Regions from separate parts of the Mus musculus genome. Here all the other regions are linked to region 1. The links are chromatin contacts, called in public Hi-C and promoter capture Hi-C maps. All regions are on one chromosome and are shown on one strand. The core of a region is the stretch at or near the end of the contact, and the rest is flanking DNA. Distances in the headings are between cores, read along the strand shown. Region 1 holds the start of Ssbp2 (single-stranded DNA binding protein 2). Region 2 overlaps Gm41014 (a long non-coding RNA gene). Region 3 has its middle 28 kb from the start of Gm41014. Region 4 overlaps Ssbp2 (single-stranded DNA binding protein 2).

Region 1 (3,566 bases), core at 698-3,197:
TCCCTGCAGATTATTAGAACCAGAAGGGAGGACATGTACGTCGTGTAGCTCAGCCACCATTGTGGGTCATTTAAAACAGAAAATAAAATTACAGTTTGAAATGGCAAATTATTTCTCTTTGGAATTAATCTAGTTAAGCCAATGTCACCTTGTATACTTTCTTTATACTCACTTCTTTTACTGGCGTAATTATTGTCTATTCTATAGAAATGTATATTTTTAAAAGCCATGCCTGCCCTCCATTATTTTTGTCATGCTCATGCCTCCTCCATTGGACTGTTTCTTCTATTCTTTTTCCCTCTTTTTATAGTTTACTTTCCACCTTCATTTCCCTCAAAAACAGTGGAAGTCCGTCCTCTTTATTTCCCCCAGTCTTTGATTGATGCTCAGTTGCCAGCCCGTTTTGATTCTCTCCCTCTGTCTCACTCACTGCCCTTCTTTAACCTTCTGCTGTTTTATTTCTGTCACTTGCTATCAGAACCCACAAACTCCATTTCTTTCCTTTCCATCTATCTCTGCATCTCCATATGCATTTTTATGATCCTACTGCTAAATGCTTAAAGCTGTGTGCAATAGAAAGGTATGCTTCCTCATTTGAATGTTATTTCCTTTCCTTAGCATAACCGTTACTCCTCTATTCATGCTTTTCTGAGGTCTCCATGTCCTACCCCAATGGCACCTCTCTTCCCCTGTCACCTCCCATTTGAAGCTCATCTCTTCTCTCAACCGGATTTCTACTCTGTCTGATTTTACAGCCAAGGATCTTTAACAAAATAAAGGATGGAGTCTATCAGAAACCAGGTTGCGTGTGTCTTGAGAAACTTTTGCGCATTCACTGAAATGAGATTAGGGACTTGGATCCAAAAATATTCTCCGGGAGTTTTCAGCTTGGGCACAGCTTTGCACATCTTGGGCTCTGCGGCCTATTCTGCTGGGCAAATACAGGGATGTCTTTCAGGGCCTTCTCTGAATCTTTCCAGTCCAAGGGTCAAATTGAAATGACATTGCCCATCCAAACTATAAAAGCAGGCCGAGTAGAGAATGCCTGGGCCCCTGGTCTGCTGCAGGTCTGTGCAGAGTACTGGGGAGGTAGGGACCCAGGCCTTGGGCCACTGCGGTCCCACGAGTCGGTCTCTTGACCTCTTTGGGAAGGGGAGGGGGTGTAGTCCCCTCTTAGACAGGAGGCAGACGCCAGGGAGGGTGGTCCTTTGGGATTCAGGGCTTGACTTCAGAGCCGGCGACAGCACCTCAGCGGGCGCCCCAATGGGAGGCACGGTGCCTCCCAGGGAGAGACAGAGGTTCGCTCAGTCCTTGAGCCAGAAGGTCGAGGGTTCAGAGCGGGCGTCCCCGGCCTGCTGGCCCTCCGGGAACGGGATTGGGGCGACACCCCAGACAGGAGGGATGAGATCAACCGCGGGTACGGACCCGGGGTGCCTGGCCGGAGAGGAGCGGGAGAGGAGGTTGGCGGGACCCCGGCGCCGGGTCCGCGGGTCCGCCTGTGGACTCGCCGGGCGCCCCGAAGTCTGGGGCCGCCGCGACTCCCGTTCCGCAGTCGCTGCCAGGCACTCCAGGCCGCACTTTCCCCTCCTCCCCGCGCCTTCTCTCCAGTGAGGAGCCGGGCGCGGGCGGCGCGGGGGGCGGGGCGGCGGCGGAGGGAACAGCCAGTTGTTTAAAATCCTTCTAGAGCAGTTTCTAATTCCCCCCTAGCGCCCGGGTTCGGAGGGGGAGGGGGGAAGGAGAGCGGGAGGGGGAGCGCGGCGGAGAGGGAAGGAGGGAGGGAGGGAGGGAGCGGGAGAGGGAGGGAGGGAGGGAGGAGACTGCCGCTTAGGCCGAGCCGCCGCCGCGCGCTCCGGCAGGCCGGAGGGAGGGGAGGCCTGTCAGTCTCGCGCGTTGCCAGGGCGAGGAGGGCGGAGCTCTGGCGTGGGGCGGCCAATGGTGGGGGTGGCTGCGTGGGTCGCCATGGGGACGGGGCTGTTCCCGGGGAGGCTGTGATGGGTTGACAGGTGCGTGACAGTGGGAGCTGCTCTCGGCACAAGCATGTACGGCAAAGGCAAGAGTAACAGCAGCGCCGTCCCGTCCGACAGCCAGGCCCGGGAGAAGTGAGTGTCTCCGCGCCGCAGCCACCTCCGCCTTCGCACGCGCGCACACTCGCGCACGCACTCGCACTCTCCGGGAACCGCAGCCACACGGCCGCCCCGCCGCGGGGGAGCCGGGGGTGGGCTGCAGGGGGAGGCGCGGGGCGGGGGCGCGCGGCTCCGGGGAGCGGCCGCCTGCCTCCACGGGGGAGCCCCCCGGGTGGGTGGCCGCGGGCAGCGGGCGGCGGGAGGGACGCGCGTGGCGGGGGGACGGCGGCGGCGGGGATGGAAACTTGTTTGGGTGGTTGAGGGGAACCACCCGCGGCTTCACCTCCTCGCAAAGTAACTTTGGAGCTGTGGTCCAGGACGGCCGGGCCGCGGCGCGCGGCGGGCCTGGGGGGCGCGGGCTGCGGGGCGGCCGGGGTCCGGCGGGGCCGCGGCGGGGGCCCGCGAGCGTGGAGAGGGGAGAGGACGGCGGGCCGGGCGGGCGGAAGCGGGGCCCCGCGGGGCGCGGAGGGCAAGTGCGGGCGTGGGCCGGGCGGGCGGGCGGGCGCAGAGACGCGGGTCCGCGGGTTCTCCCGGCGCAGGCCGAGCTGGCTGGCGGGCGGGTCCGGGGCGGCGGGGGAAGTTTGGGAGTGGGAGCGCCGAGTTCCCGGAGGGAGAGTGTGTGCTGGCCCGCGCGGGGTCGGTCGCGAGAGCTTGGCGCTCCTGCCTCCCGCCGCACACCGGCTCGGCGGCGGCCCCAGAACTTTTTGAGACTTGCGGTGTCCCCGGGGGTTGGTGGCCGCGGGCGCGGAGGGCAGGTCCCGTGGGCCGTGGCGGCGCCGCGAGGAGGGCTGCCCGCGGTGTGGACCCGACGCGGGTCGGCGTGGGGGCTGCGGCAGAGATGCTGGGCACAAGCCGCTCCGCTGGGTCGTGGGGGATACAGGTGGTAACTTCGGTGGGAACCCGGAGGACGTTGGGGAGCCGAGGTGCCACGGTCGCGGCACGCTGCGGAGCAGGCTAGTTGGCTGCTATTCTTGTGTACTTGTAACGGCGATTTGGTTGTTACTAAAATGAGAGCGAATAGTGACTCTGACACCGAGGAAGAACCCTCCCCCCCCCCCTTTTTCCTATGTGCAGATGTTCAGACTGATTCCCTGTACTGGGTCTGCTGGGGGCGGGGGGGGGGCGTCAAGCTTATCCTTGTCATTGAACATACTGTCTTGCTGAGGGGACTCAGGCTGGGGGAGAGCAAGTCCTTCTCAGAGGTACTCTGGGTCTCTTGCATACAAAAACAGCTTGGTAAATAAAAAAATCCAAATGTGTAGGCTACGGAGTTTACCCCCCTTGCTTAGGCAGTTAGTCATACCCTTGAAAGTTTGTTGTGCCCCAGGGAGGGGAACATGTTCTAATCTTTGTGTTGGCAGCAATACACACACAATTCCCATAGGGTTTAGAGGTGGCAGGCCCTGATGTAGGAAAACAAAACACAACAACAACAACAACAAC
Region 2 (3,566 bases), core at 630-3,129, 190 kb before region 1:
TAAGGAAATGACATATGTTAATTCCTTTGGGAATTACTGGGCCCCGCTGCCTGCCTGGCATTGGGTGGAGTTATCCATCAGCATCACCTGGAGAGCTGATGGCTCTCTGCTAGGGTCATTCATGGAATAAAATTTTGTTTCTTTATCCAATGGATTTTTTTGTTTTGTTTTGTTTTTTCGAGACAGGGTTTCTCTGTATAGCCCTAGCTGTCCTGGAACTCACTTTGTAGACCAGGCTGGCCTCTAACTCAGAAATCTGCCTGCCTCTGCCTTCCAAGTGCTAGGATTAAAGGCGTGCGCCACCATGCCCAGCTATCCAATGGATGTTTATAGAGGTATGAAAATGAATGAACCATGGGCATAACTGAATGCTATATAATTAATGCTATATAATTGAATTTCTATAAAAATCAAAAGCAAACCAAAACTAATTTGTGGTATTGGAATCAGGATTTGGGCTTCCTTGAGATATGAGGATGAGCCTGGACTAAAGAGAAACTTCTAGAATGCTAAATTACATCATTTCCTCTTTTTCCTCTCTCCCTCTCCCTCTCATGTACCTTACCCCTTGCTCGATCTTAAATTCATGGCCTGTCTCTTATACTTTAATGCCTGGCATTGGAAATCTAGCCAAGTACCTGGGTCCTCAGTAGAGGTCATGAACTTTGGAGAACTTACAACTGCCATTTTACTATACTAGAACAAAACAATCCCTATCTGAATTCTAAATATTTGTCCTTCTACCCACAGATAAATATAGTTCTCACCCCTCAACAAAGAAATTGCTCCTTGCAATAGATGGGAGACTGTTGCAGAAAACAACCACTGACCAAAAGGCTGAGAACAAGAGATTGTGTGGTGCCCAGCCCCAATGATATTGTCTTTTAAAAAAAATTATCTCTTAAGTTCTGATGTATAGACAAGCTAGCAGGTTACTACTGCTGAAGGGTATGCTTAGACTATAGACAGATCAAAACACATTGGTCCTACGTTTCTTTACAGGGAGAACCATCTGAACAAAAGAGCAGAGTACTAAAATTATCTGAGCAGTGAATGCTGCTCAAAGACAACCAGGTAGTTGTTGCAAGGGTAGGGTGACACCATTTTACTGACTTACTTGTTTTTATCAGTTTGCCTGTGTGTGTGTGTGTGTGTGTGTGTGTGTGTGTGTGTGTGTGTGTGTTAACCAGATAGTTTCGGGTGATTTACTACTGAGCTATATCTCCAGAAAAGATCATTCACTCTAGGGAAATTATATATATATATATATTACAATTTTTATAATTGTTTTTGTCTGTGATGTCCAGAACAGCCTGGAAGGAGCTGAGCACATCAAGAAGGGCTGAGCACAGTATCCAAGCACAGGATGCTGGCAGATGGCTGGAGAGAGGACTGAGGGATGCTGAAGAGTGGGAAGACTGTTTTGAAACTGCCACATGGCTTATGATGGGCGTCACTAGGAAGGAGGAAAACACTAAAAGAGCAAGAAAGGAGAAGTGACTCTACTGCTAGGATGGAATTTGCACTTCAGATACAAGCTGCTGCTCACTGACAGAGAAACTAGTCTACCAGATACCTGAATTGCAAGGAAAGTTGCCATTTCATAGATGGAAAACACAACAAGAAAACAGTAATATTTCAAAATGTCAAGTCACGCCAGCACCTCAGATGTGGGGTTCCTTTACTGCTGTTACTTTAAAAATAATTGTGTTTCATTAAAAACTGGAAACCTCCTCTCTGTCCCCACACCCCTCCTCTCAGGCCCTGGGATTTGCCAAAAGTCAACTACCGTAACAATGGTGAAAGGGGGTAAGGAGGCCCTCCTCTAGCCAGGGCCTCTTGCCAGGGACAGCAGTGCTCCTTCTCTGGCACTTCTTGTGCACAAAGGACTCTCCAGCTTTGAGTGGGAAGTCTGAGACAAGACAGAGCTGTGAACGCGCTCATGAGGGCTGTGCATTGCAAGCTCTGGCCGTTGTTTCCTTCTGTGTATGCTGTTTGTTTATTTATTTATTTCCTGACCAATGAAAACTCAGTGCACGACAAAGGGGTGTTCTTTCCTCCCACAAGTGTTGGACAAGCTAGCAAACGGCTACAGGAAGTCTTTTTCCGATAGTTTTCTCTTTGTGTGTTTTTAAATCTAGGAGTAATGAGTTTCCTTATGATGTTTCCAAACCTTCTTTGCTTTTTCCCTTCCTGGTCCCTGTCCTACTAATCCCCTCCTACCTACATGGCGTTCTGCCTTCTTCCAGTGCTTCTCAAGCCTTGGTGTGGGGACAGTTGTGGCTATATTAGAGTTCTTTGAGGTTAACTTAGAACTACAGACTTCCCAATCACACCTTAGACTGTGGAGTTTGGCCTTAGAATCTGCATCTTTAGCCAGGTACACCTTTACTCTCAGAACTCAGAAGGCAGAGGCAGGTGGATCTCTATGGGTTTTGGTTAGCCTGGCCTACATAGTGAGTTCCAGTGAGATCTCTCTATTGAACACTGCCCTTCCCCCTACCAGAAAAAGAATCTACATTTTAAACTTCTAACTGGTTATTTCTCACATTCAACATAAATAGACCTTTTTATAAACTTAGAAGGTGACCTCATTCAAACATAAAGACTTAGAAGTATGTGAATCTTAGAGTGAGTGTGGCAGTAGTCACCTGTGGTCCCAGCTATTCCAGATGCTAAAGGAGACAATCATTTGAGCTCAGAAGTTCGTAGTCAGCCTAGGTGGCACAGTGAGAATTTGTCTCTAAACAAAACACAAAACCAAAACGAATCAAACTAAAATATAGAGGTGTATATGTTCTACAGCATTTACTATAAAATAAAATAGACATTGTTAGCATTCTGTCTAAGCTCTGCCCCACAGTTGCCTGGCAACAGCCAGGTATGCCTGACTTACTATAAAAGGGGCTGCTTGCCTGCTCTTCATTCTCTTGCTTTCTCTTAATCTTGCTTTCCCTCCTCCCCTCTCTCCCCATTCCCTTCCCCCTCTCTCTCCACGTGCTCATAGATAGCCTCTACTCTCTTTCTCTCTCTTCTACTATCATCTTACCTTCCTGCCCCAGGCCCTAAATAAACTCTATGTTATACCATCATGTGGCTGGTTCCTTACTGGGAAGGAATGCCTCAGCATGGGCCTGCTGAGACACCCCTTTCCCGAATACCTGACTACACCTTCATAGAACATATCCCCCCTCTCTTTATCTTTTTATAAATACATCAGACATCACACCAATTCATTGATGACTTGTTTTAGAATATAACAAAAATGTGAACACAAAGCTCTAAGGGTAGACAGAGAAATGGAGTTATAGCTTAATGCCAGGGATAGAGACAGAAAGGGCCACTCATTCCCTGTAAATTCAGTAATTGGGAGGTTAATAGAGAAGGACTGTCATGAGTTTGAGGCTAGCCTGGGATACTAAGTAAAACTCTGTCTCAATAAATCATAAATAAACGTTAGTGCTTGTCTTAGTCAGGGTTTCTATTCCTGCACAAACATCATGACCAAGAAGCAAGTTGGGGAGGAAAGGGTTTATTAGCCTTACACTTCCATACTGCTATTCATC
Region 3 (3,566 bases), core at 678-3,177, 150 kb before region 1:
ATTGAATGAGAACCAATTGGGGTACAGGACCTTAACGGTTCATGGACAGATTCCTGCTAGAGCATCAGAACCACTCGCTACAGATGTCGACTATAGATAACTTTCCCAGTGAGCTTTTTCTTGAGCAGAAGGACAGCAACTCCCATCTATTTCTTCCTTCCTTCCTTCCTTCCTTCCTTCCTTCCTTCCTTCCTTTCTTTCTTTCTTTCTTTCTTTCTTTCTTTCTTTCTTATCAAGGCTTGCTGTAGTTGGGAATAATCATGGGTATCTTTCAACATGCTTCCCTATGAGAACAGGACCAAGGATGGGGGGTGAGAGGCAACAGAGTCATGAATCCAGGGAAATCTGACTCCAGACACCAGCATCAGAGTGAAGATCTGAGTTGATTGCCTAGCCCATAAGTTTATTTGTGGTATTTGAGCCAATTTCAACCCCCTAACTCCTTAGTCAATCATATCTCACCACACCGCCACCATGCTCCAATGAAAGTCCTGCCTAATGAAGTATCTCAGAAGGGGGTGATGTGCAAGAGAATCATGCCTTGTGAGACTTTCTTGGAGATAGGGAAGCAGCCTCCACCCACCCTGGCCTCCGTTCCTTACTGCTGTCTCACTGGCATGCTAGGAGCCATCTTAGATCTAATGCCATGTACAGTAGATCAGGAGACTGTAGTGCCTCACTCTCCCTCCCACTCTTCCCTTCACAAGGTTGACTTTCACATCCCCCACAATCCCCTTCACTGGAAGTATATAATCTTGATGATAAGTACTCTTACTTTGCTCACAATAAAGTATAAAACATAGTAGGTTCTAACTGTAGTAGAACCCAATTAATTCTACTCAAATCGACCCCGGCTTCTTACTTGAACCTCACAAATAGCACTGAGGTAAACATGAGGATGTAGATATGTCTTTGATAAACTAATTTCAACTCTTTTGGTCAAATACTCACTAATAGTAGCATATTTTCAGGTTTTTTTGGTGCTTCCCTACAGTTTTTTAAAACAATGTCTGTATTAATTTATCCCATTAAGAAAGGAATATTTGGGCTGGTGAGATGGCTCAGTAGGTAAGAACACCCGGCTGCTCTTCCGAAGTTCCTGAGTTCAAATCCCAGCAACCACATGGCAGCTCACAACCATCCGTAACGAGATCTGACTCCCTTTTCTGGAGTGTCTGAAGACAGCTACAGTGTACTTACATATAATAAATAAAGAAATCTTAAAAAAAAAAAAAGAAAAAGAAAGGGATATTTATGAATACCTCATATGACATGAGCTGAAAATATGATGATCTTCATGGTGTTGTCAGCTATGCATTGACCTACTTTTATATAAAGGGAAACTAAGACTAACATATGTTGAATAATTTGTCCAATGTCTCCCACCTGGTTGCTTCCTGTATGTTACACTAAGTCATTATCTGAAGAGGAACCAGTCCCATTGAAAGTTTGTATTTGTAACATCACCAAACCTTAACAACTTCCCAACTCCTTTCTAGTAACAACTGCTTTCTTTTAGCTTACAGTTTTCTCTTTCTTGTTAATCCAAAAATACATTGACATTCCTTTTATCAGGTACTTGACTGTTCAAAATAAGTGGGGTTTTCCCCTCCCAGATAGCTAAAGCTTACCAGTTAAATGTCAGTTTTTCATTTGTTTATGCCATGTTTGATAAGCTATTTCTAAAATGTATTCAAATTTCTCAGTCTGCGCCAATGGAGACTACTTAGTATAATTTAATGTTTTTTGAATAACATGCTAAGTTTTTAGGAACATCAGTTATTATTCTCAACTAAAAGAATTGTCTGTCTTTCATAACAGGATGTGTTTTGCCTGTGCAGAATGAAAATGTCGAGCCTCCACTGAGTCACAGGATGGTGACGGCAGAACATGGTACTAGCCAGAATTCCGTGTGAGCAGTGGGCAGCATGCCAGGCAGCTGAGCCACATGGTGTCTTACATATTGTCTCATAGATAACAGGCGTCAACATATATTTGCTGAATAATACTTAAAGGCCGACTGAGTGGTATAGAGTTCATTTCTTTAAATTAATTCAAATTTCAACAACAGTGGCATTAATTGAGCATCTTAACTGATCCTCTGAAAGCCCTGTGAGTTTCATTTTACAGCTACGTGTAACAAATGCAACTGGAGTGGCTTAACCAAGCATGGATTTTATTTTCATGTAATTGATTAAAGCCTACTACTCAGAATATAAACACACAAAGAATGTTCAGATCTTGCAAGAGCCATGTTTCTCCAGATATTGTAAAGCTGCTTCCTCTCAATTGGAAATTTTCCCTTGTATCTCACGAGACTCAGGCCACTCATAGCACCCATACAGCCCCTCCTGAGACTACATATGTAATAAACAATTCTGGGAGAGGAGGAGGTGTGCCAGTGGCATTGTTGCCTGCAAGCTGCACAGAGGACTCGGTGATGCACATCTCCTGGATTGTCTTTCATACTATGACAGGCAACGGTTTGGTGAGTCAGCTGCTTGAGTCACCTGTACTGCGAATAACCTCATGAAACTCACTGGGTGGAATCATTTCTTCATTCTGGACTGAATAGAAATAGATTCACCAGGAAAAGAGTTGAGATGGTAAAGAGCAACAACAGAACTCACACAGGGCAGAAACCCTGGCTGGATATCTATGTCAGAGCCTCAGGACGGGCCCCTTTTTCTTCCAGGCATTTTCTCTTTTGTCCATCAGCTGATGAAATGATCCACATTGCCACACACAATCTCCTTAACTTAAAGTAAATGCTAAAGACATTTACAAAACACAGTGACAACAACATAGAGTTGACCAAAGAGGTGGGCCTCACCACCTAGCCAAGCTGACACACAGAGTTCACCACATATAATTCAGTAATGAAAGATAAACAGACCTGGAGATAGTGACACACTTTCTTTAAAAACTTTTTATTAATTTTTTTGAATTTCACATCATGCACCCCAATCCCACTCATTTTCTGGTCCCTTTGTATCCATCCTCCCCTTTCAGCCTTTGCAACTGCAGACAAGTGTGGACAACTGCAGCCAGAGCGCATGCCCTTGGGCTCGATTTACAACAGGCCGGATCCTGTACCTGGAGGCAGAGTCAGGCAGATTTCTGTAAGTTCAAGGCCAGCCTGGTCTACAGATGGAGTTCCAGGACAGCTAAGGTTACACAGAGAAACATTGTCTCAAAAACAAAAAAAAACAAATAAATAAAAAGATAAACAAAACAATTTAAAACAGGCAAAGAATGCAAACATGTTTTTCTCCAATGAAGATATACAAATAGCCAAGGAACACACTAATAACGCTCCACATTGTAATTCATCTGTGAATTACCAAGCAAAATTATGTTAAAGGGGATGGGAATGTGGCTTGGTGTCAGAGTACTTCTTTAGTCTGTTCAAGGGGCCCTGGTTTTGACGCCCAGAACTGTAAAAGAAAACCACACGCACACACACACACACATACACACACACACACACACACACACACACACACACACACACACACACACACACACAAACACACACACACCATACATGTACAATATCATATTCA
Region 4 (3,566 bases), core at 578-3,077, 150 kb after region 1:
TGGCTGGCTCATATGTTAGGCTAATATTTATTTTTAAAATCATAAGAATATTTTATCAGTAGTTAGATTTGAGTGCTGAGTTTACATTTGATTTTCCTTACTTATTTTTATGTTTTTGCTTCAGTAATCTGCATTGTTACAGCGAATCGTTTATTACCATGTTGTTCATAAAACCAACTAATATTTAACCAAGATAAGACTATGGAGTAAAGCCAGGCAGTGTGAGAAGACTTTGGCCAGGTCCGGCACCTTACAACAGTATGTTCAAGAAAATGCTGGTTGGTCACAAAGAGCTAGAGAATGTTCTCACAGCATACTACTAGTCTCTTAGAACACTTTTAGGCCTTCATTCTTTATATTTAACTAGCATTTACAGGGTCGACTGTGTGACTGCTCTCCTGAAACTTACTTCCCATCAAAAAGCATACAATTAACCAGTTCTGCATTACATTTAAGAACATTCAGAAATATTTCCTATTTCCAAAGATAAAATATCACATTTTAGTTTATGGAACTGTTGTTAACTTTTTAATGCTATGTTTCATGCTAATGGTTGATTTTGAAGTGAACATTGCAGTTATTTTGTGGTACGTAGAGTCTATAATGGAGATGGGGGGGGGGCTTTGTTCTATAAGCAAACAAATTTTATTTGAGCAAAAATAAGTTGGTAATTAGAGAAAATAACCTCAGTGGAGAACTGTTATTAGCAGGCTCACTGGAAGTTTCTCTCACCATCTGCACTGTAGTCCTAGCCAGATGCGTGCTGTAAAGTTCAATGGGTCTTGATAGGCATTGCCTTGATTTCAGTGGCTATATGATGCTAAGAATTCTTGACAAATAAGAAAAATTAATTTTTAACAAAATTTATCTAAGTTAATGTTTTATTTAAATTAGTATAAATGTTTTCTTTTCTCCATATAATACAAAATCAGTTGTTGAGAGCAGTCTTAAGATTGAAGCCTAGCTTGCCTGTAAGCTGTATAGAAAAACAAATCAAACCTTATTCCATTTCCCCTTTGAATACAAATTAAATACACACGATTCAGTAGTTTAAATGTAGTTTGTTAGGAGGGGTTTTATGTAATTTTATATATAAAAAAGAAATCATTAAAGAATGAGATTTGAAACAGAATGTATAAGGCATGTTCTGGCTGCAAATTGTGAAATTTAACATGTGTCAATGAAATATATAAATAATAATTATATAGTCCTAAATAAAAGTAATCATGCATTTAAATTATACCCATATACATAGGCATGTGTGTGTGTGTGTGTGTGTGTGTGTGTAAGAGGGAGGGAGAGAAGGAAATTTTATCTTTTTCTACTGATTATAGATAATGAAGTAATTTGAATTTACTAAAACCTCAAGAAAATATTTTTGCAAGAAGTGTCATGTGTTAGTGAAGTGTGTTGTCTGTAGTGTCATGAAATAGTTTTGAAGGAGATGGTAGAAGTCACTTTGCCATAGTGGAATCGCTCCATGAGCATCATTCTGTCAAGTACTCCCCTTGTTGTCCCCAGGTGTGCAGGGTGTCATATCCAGATGGCGTCTCACTGTTCACTTGGCTGTGATCAGAATAAATGTGAGTTCACATGTCTGTGGTGATCATAATGAGTGTGAGTTCACGTGTCTGTGGTGATTATATTGAGTGGGAGTTCACACTGGCTGTGATCAGAATGAAAGTGAGTTCACATGACTGTGCTCATAAATGTGAGTTCACACTGGCTGTGATCATAGTGAACGTGAGTTCACATGGCTGAGATCAAAATGAATGTGAAGCGGGTTTTTGTTGACTATACTACCCCTCCTTTAACGTCTTTAATTAATCTGTTTCTTGTGTACTCAGGAAGTCACTAATGACATTTGAGGAGAGGAAGCTTCTTAGCTTCCCGCCTGACTGTGCAGCTTTTATTTTTTATTGAAATTGTGATCTCAGCCAAAAACCAGTTGGTGGAAGGAAGGAGTCATGAATGAAAAGCAGGGAGAAAAGGCAGGGAGAGGTTGTACAGAGGAACAAAGGAGAAAATCATAAAGCTAGTTATGCAGATACTAATTCATTGTAAAAGGTGTGGCTAGGACACAAACACTGTCATCTCATCCCTGCTACTATGCAGGACCATGAGGAACACACATGATTGTGCTTCTGTCATGGAAGTTTACATGATGATTTTGTTATGGTTTGATTTTTCATTTAACAACTAGAAAGCACCCATTTCTTTAATGTTCTTGATAATTGTCTCTCTTCAGTCCCTGCTTTGCGAGCCTGAAGTTCTAGATCATAGTCCGCCCACCCCACTTTCCACAGATCCACCCCTTCCCTAGCCATCCGATTCTGCCCTTTGGAGAAAGAATGTACAAGGCCAATTTGCACTGGTCAGAATATTCCCTAGTATATAGTCTTCTGCTTGAGCAGGTCCCCTTCCTAGGGCTGTACCTACAGAGAACGACGATGTGTTGCTGCCAACACTGTGAGTTAGCATGCGCCGCTGCCCTGAAGGTGTCACTTGGAGTCATCCTCTGCTCCAGCTCTTACTCCTCCCACCCTCTCTCCTCTAATGACCTCATGTGCCATGTGTGTTCTCACGTGCAATTTTCCGAGTTAATCACCGTCTACTACAAATAGAAGCTTTTCTGATGAAGCTTGTGAGATGTATAGATGTATATGGGGTTCTGAGTGAGACACATATCTGATGCAAAGGTAATATTCACAGATGAGAGAAACTATGTGATATTTGACTTTCTGAGACTGTGTCACCTCACTCAGGATTGTTTCCAGCTCTCAGTTTACTCACAAATCCATTTACCTACAAATTTTATAAATTTATTTTTATTAATAATCTGAATATTATTCCTTTCTATAAACATACCACATTTTTATTATTCACTTATTTCTGTAACTTTTGTAGTGTATTCCAGTGGTCATATATGTTGATAATATATTTGGGAAATGGGCCCAGGTTCTTGGCACATGGTCTAGGCTGAACTTGAACTTGTGGTTTTCTTGCTTCAGCTTCCCAATGCTGTGGTTATGGGTCTTGAAGTGTAGCTCTGTGTGTTGATATTCTGACCAGAGACAGTGTTCTACTGAACCAGCAGTTTGAATGAGGATTGGTAGGGAAGTTATCAAGTCTTGCGTAGGTGATTGAAAATCAGGCTAAAAGAAGTGTTTGTATATTAAAAATAAGAAAAGTAAAAGTCTGATGCTGAGCAGAAGCTCTGCAGAGATGGTGCAGAGTGCTCCCATGGAATGAGCCATTCTTAAGGTTGAAAGACAAACGTGTTACAGCCTTCTGCAGGCCTGAGTACTGCGCATGTTAGCCTGCACTCTCTGTTCACCACGAGCCGACACTTGGCTCATCCTCAGCTCTGCTTTAAATCCTGTTCCATATGAAGTAAGCAAGGTGTTACCAGTATTTCAGAAAGTTCTTTCCTTCTCTCCCTTCCTTTGAAAATAAATTTCTTTTCTGGAATATTCTTCTCTTTTTAGAAATGTCTCCCATCGTTTGTGATTTATGCCAATATTCTAGCTGTCTAAAAGAAAGTGGACTGTGAAAGGTAATTATGG

Evidence for each region. Promoter capture Hi-C pulls out the DNA fragments that hold promoters and counts their contacts. A called contact is a pair of places that touch in the nucleus more often than the background predicts.
Region 2: a contact with region 1 is called in a promoter capture Hi-C map of hippocampal neurons, with 2.1 times the contacts expected there. The contact joins the enhancer-like site here to the promoter of Ssbp2 in region 1. A contact is called at or near these places in 9 of 39 promoter capture datasets (the 3T3-L1 cell line, 3T3-L1-derived adipocytes, the C10 cell line and 5 more) and 1 of 115 datasets of contacts at active chromatin or transcription factors (large pre-B cells).
Region 3: a Hi-C map of the N1E-115 cell line shows a contact between it and region 1, with 6 times the contacts expected there. The contact joins the enhancer-like site here to the promoter of Ssbp2 in region 1. A contact is called at or near these places in 5 of 39 promoter capture datasets (the 3T3-L1 cell line, 3T3-L1-derived adipocytes, the C10 cell line and 1 more), 7 of 484 Hi-C or Micro-C datasets (the AML12 cell line, the C10 cell line, the N1E-115 cell line and 4 more), 1 of 115 datasets of contacts at active chromatin or transcription factors (the SCID.adh cell line) and 2 of 9 other capture datasets (adipose tissue and liver).
Region 4: a promoter capture Hi-C map of the HPC-7 cell line shows a contact between it and region 1. The contact joins the enhancer-like site here to the promoter of Ssbp2 in region 1. A contact is called at or near these places in 7 of 39 promoter capture datasets (the 3T3-L1 cell line, the C10 cell line, the HPC-7 cell line and 3 more), 1 of 15 datasets of contacts at CTCF or cohesin (the NIH/3T3 cell line), 2 of 484 Hi-C or Micro-C datasets (the G1E-ER4 cell line and the HPC-7 cell line), 9 of 115 datasets of contacts at active chromatin or transcription factors (the 230-238 cell line, the HPC-7 cell line, VIP interneurons and 6 more) and 3 of 9 other capture datasets (adipose tissue, liver and pancreatic islet).

The regions. Positions count from the first base shown.
Region 1 is chr13:91,459,150-91,462,715 of GRCm38.p6, forward strand. It overlaps Ssbp2 (single-stranded DNA binding protein 2), which reads left to right and starts at 1,948. Exons shown (of 17, transcript NM_024272.4): 1 at 1,948-2,099. The coding sequence starts at 2,038.
Region 2 is chr13:91,272,917-91,276,482 of GRCm38.p6, forward strand. The region is part of intron 1 of Gm41014 (a long non-coding RNA gene); the gene reads right to left. Among named protein-coding and RNA genes, the nearest start is that of Gm41014, 3.3 kb to the right of the region's middle. Within about 2 kb of position 1,880, at least 27 of the 459 cell types and tissues checked have an H3K27ac peak or open chromatin away from gene starts, as enhancers often do. A contact at or near this core is called in hippocampal neurons, where this site is marked.
Region 3 is chr13:91,304,289-91,307,854 of GRCm38.p6, forward strand. No RefSeq gene overlaps it. Among named protein-coding and RNA genes, the nearest start is that of Gm41014, 28 kb to the left of the region's middle. Within about 2 kb of position 1,928, at least 34 of the 459 cell types and tissues checked have an H3K27ac peak or open chromatin away from gene starts, as enhancers often do. A contact at or near this core is called in the N1E-115 cell line, where this site is marked.
Region 4 is chr13:91,612,539-91,616,104 of GRCm38.p6, forward strand. All of the region lies in intron 4 of Ssbp2 (single-stranded DNA binding protein 2), which reads left to right. Among named protein-coding and RNA genes, the nearest start is that of Gm41016, 80 kb to the left of the region's middle. Within about 2 kb of position 1,828, at least 2 of the 459 cell types and tissues checked have an H3K27ac peak or open chromatin away from gene starts, as enhancers often do. A contact at or near this core is called in the HPC-7 cell line, where this site is marked.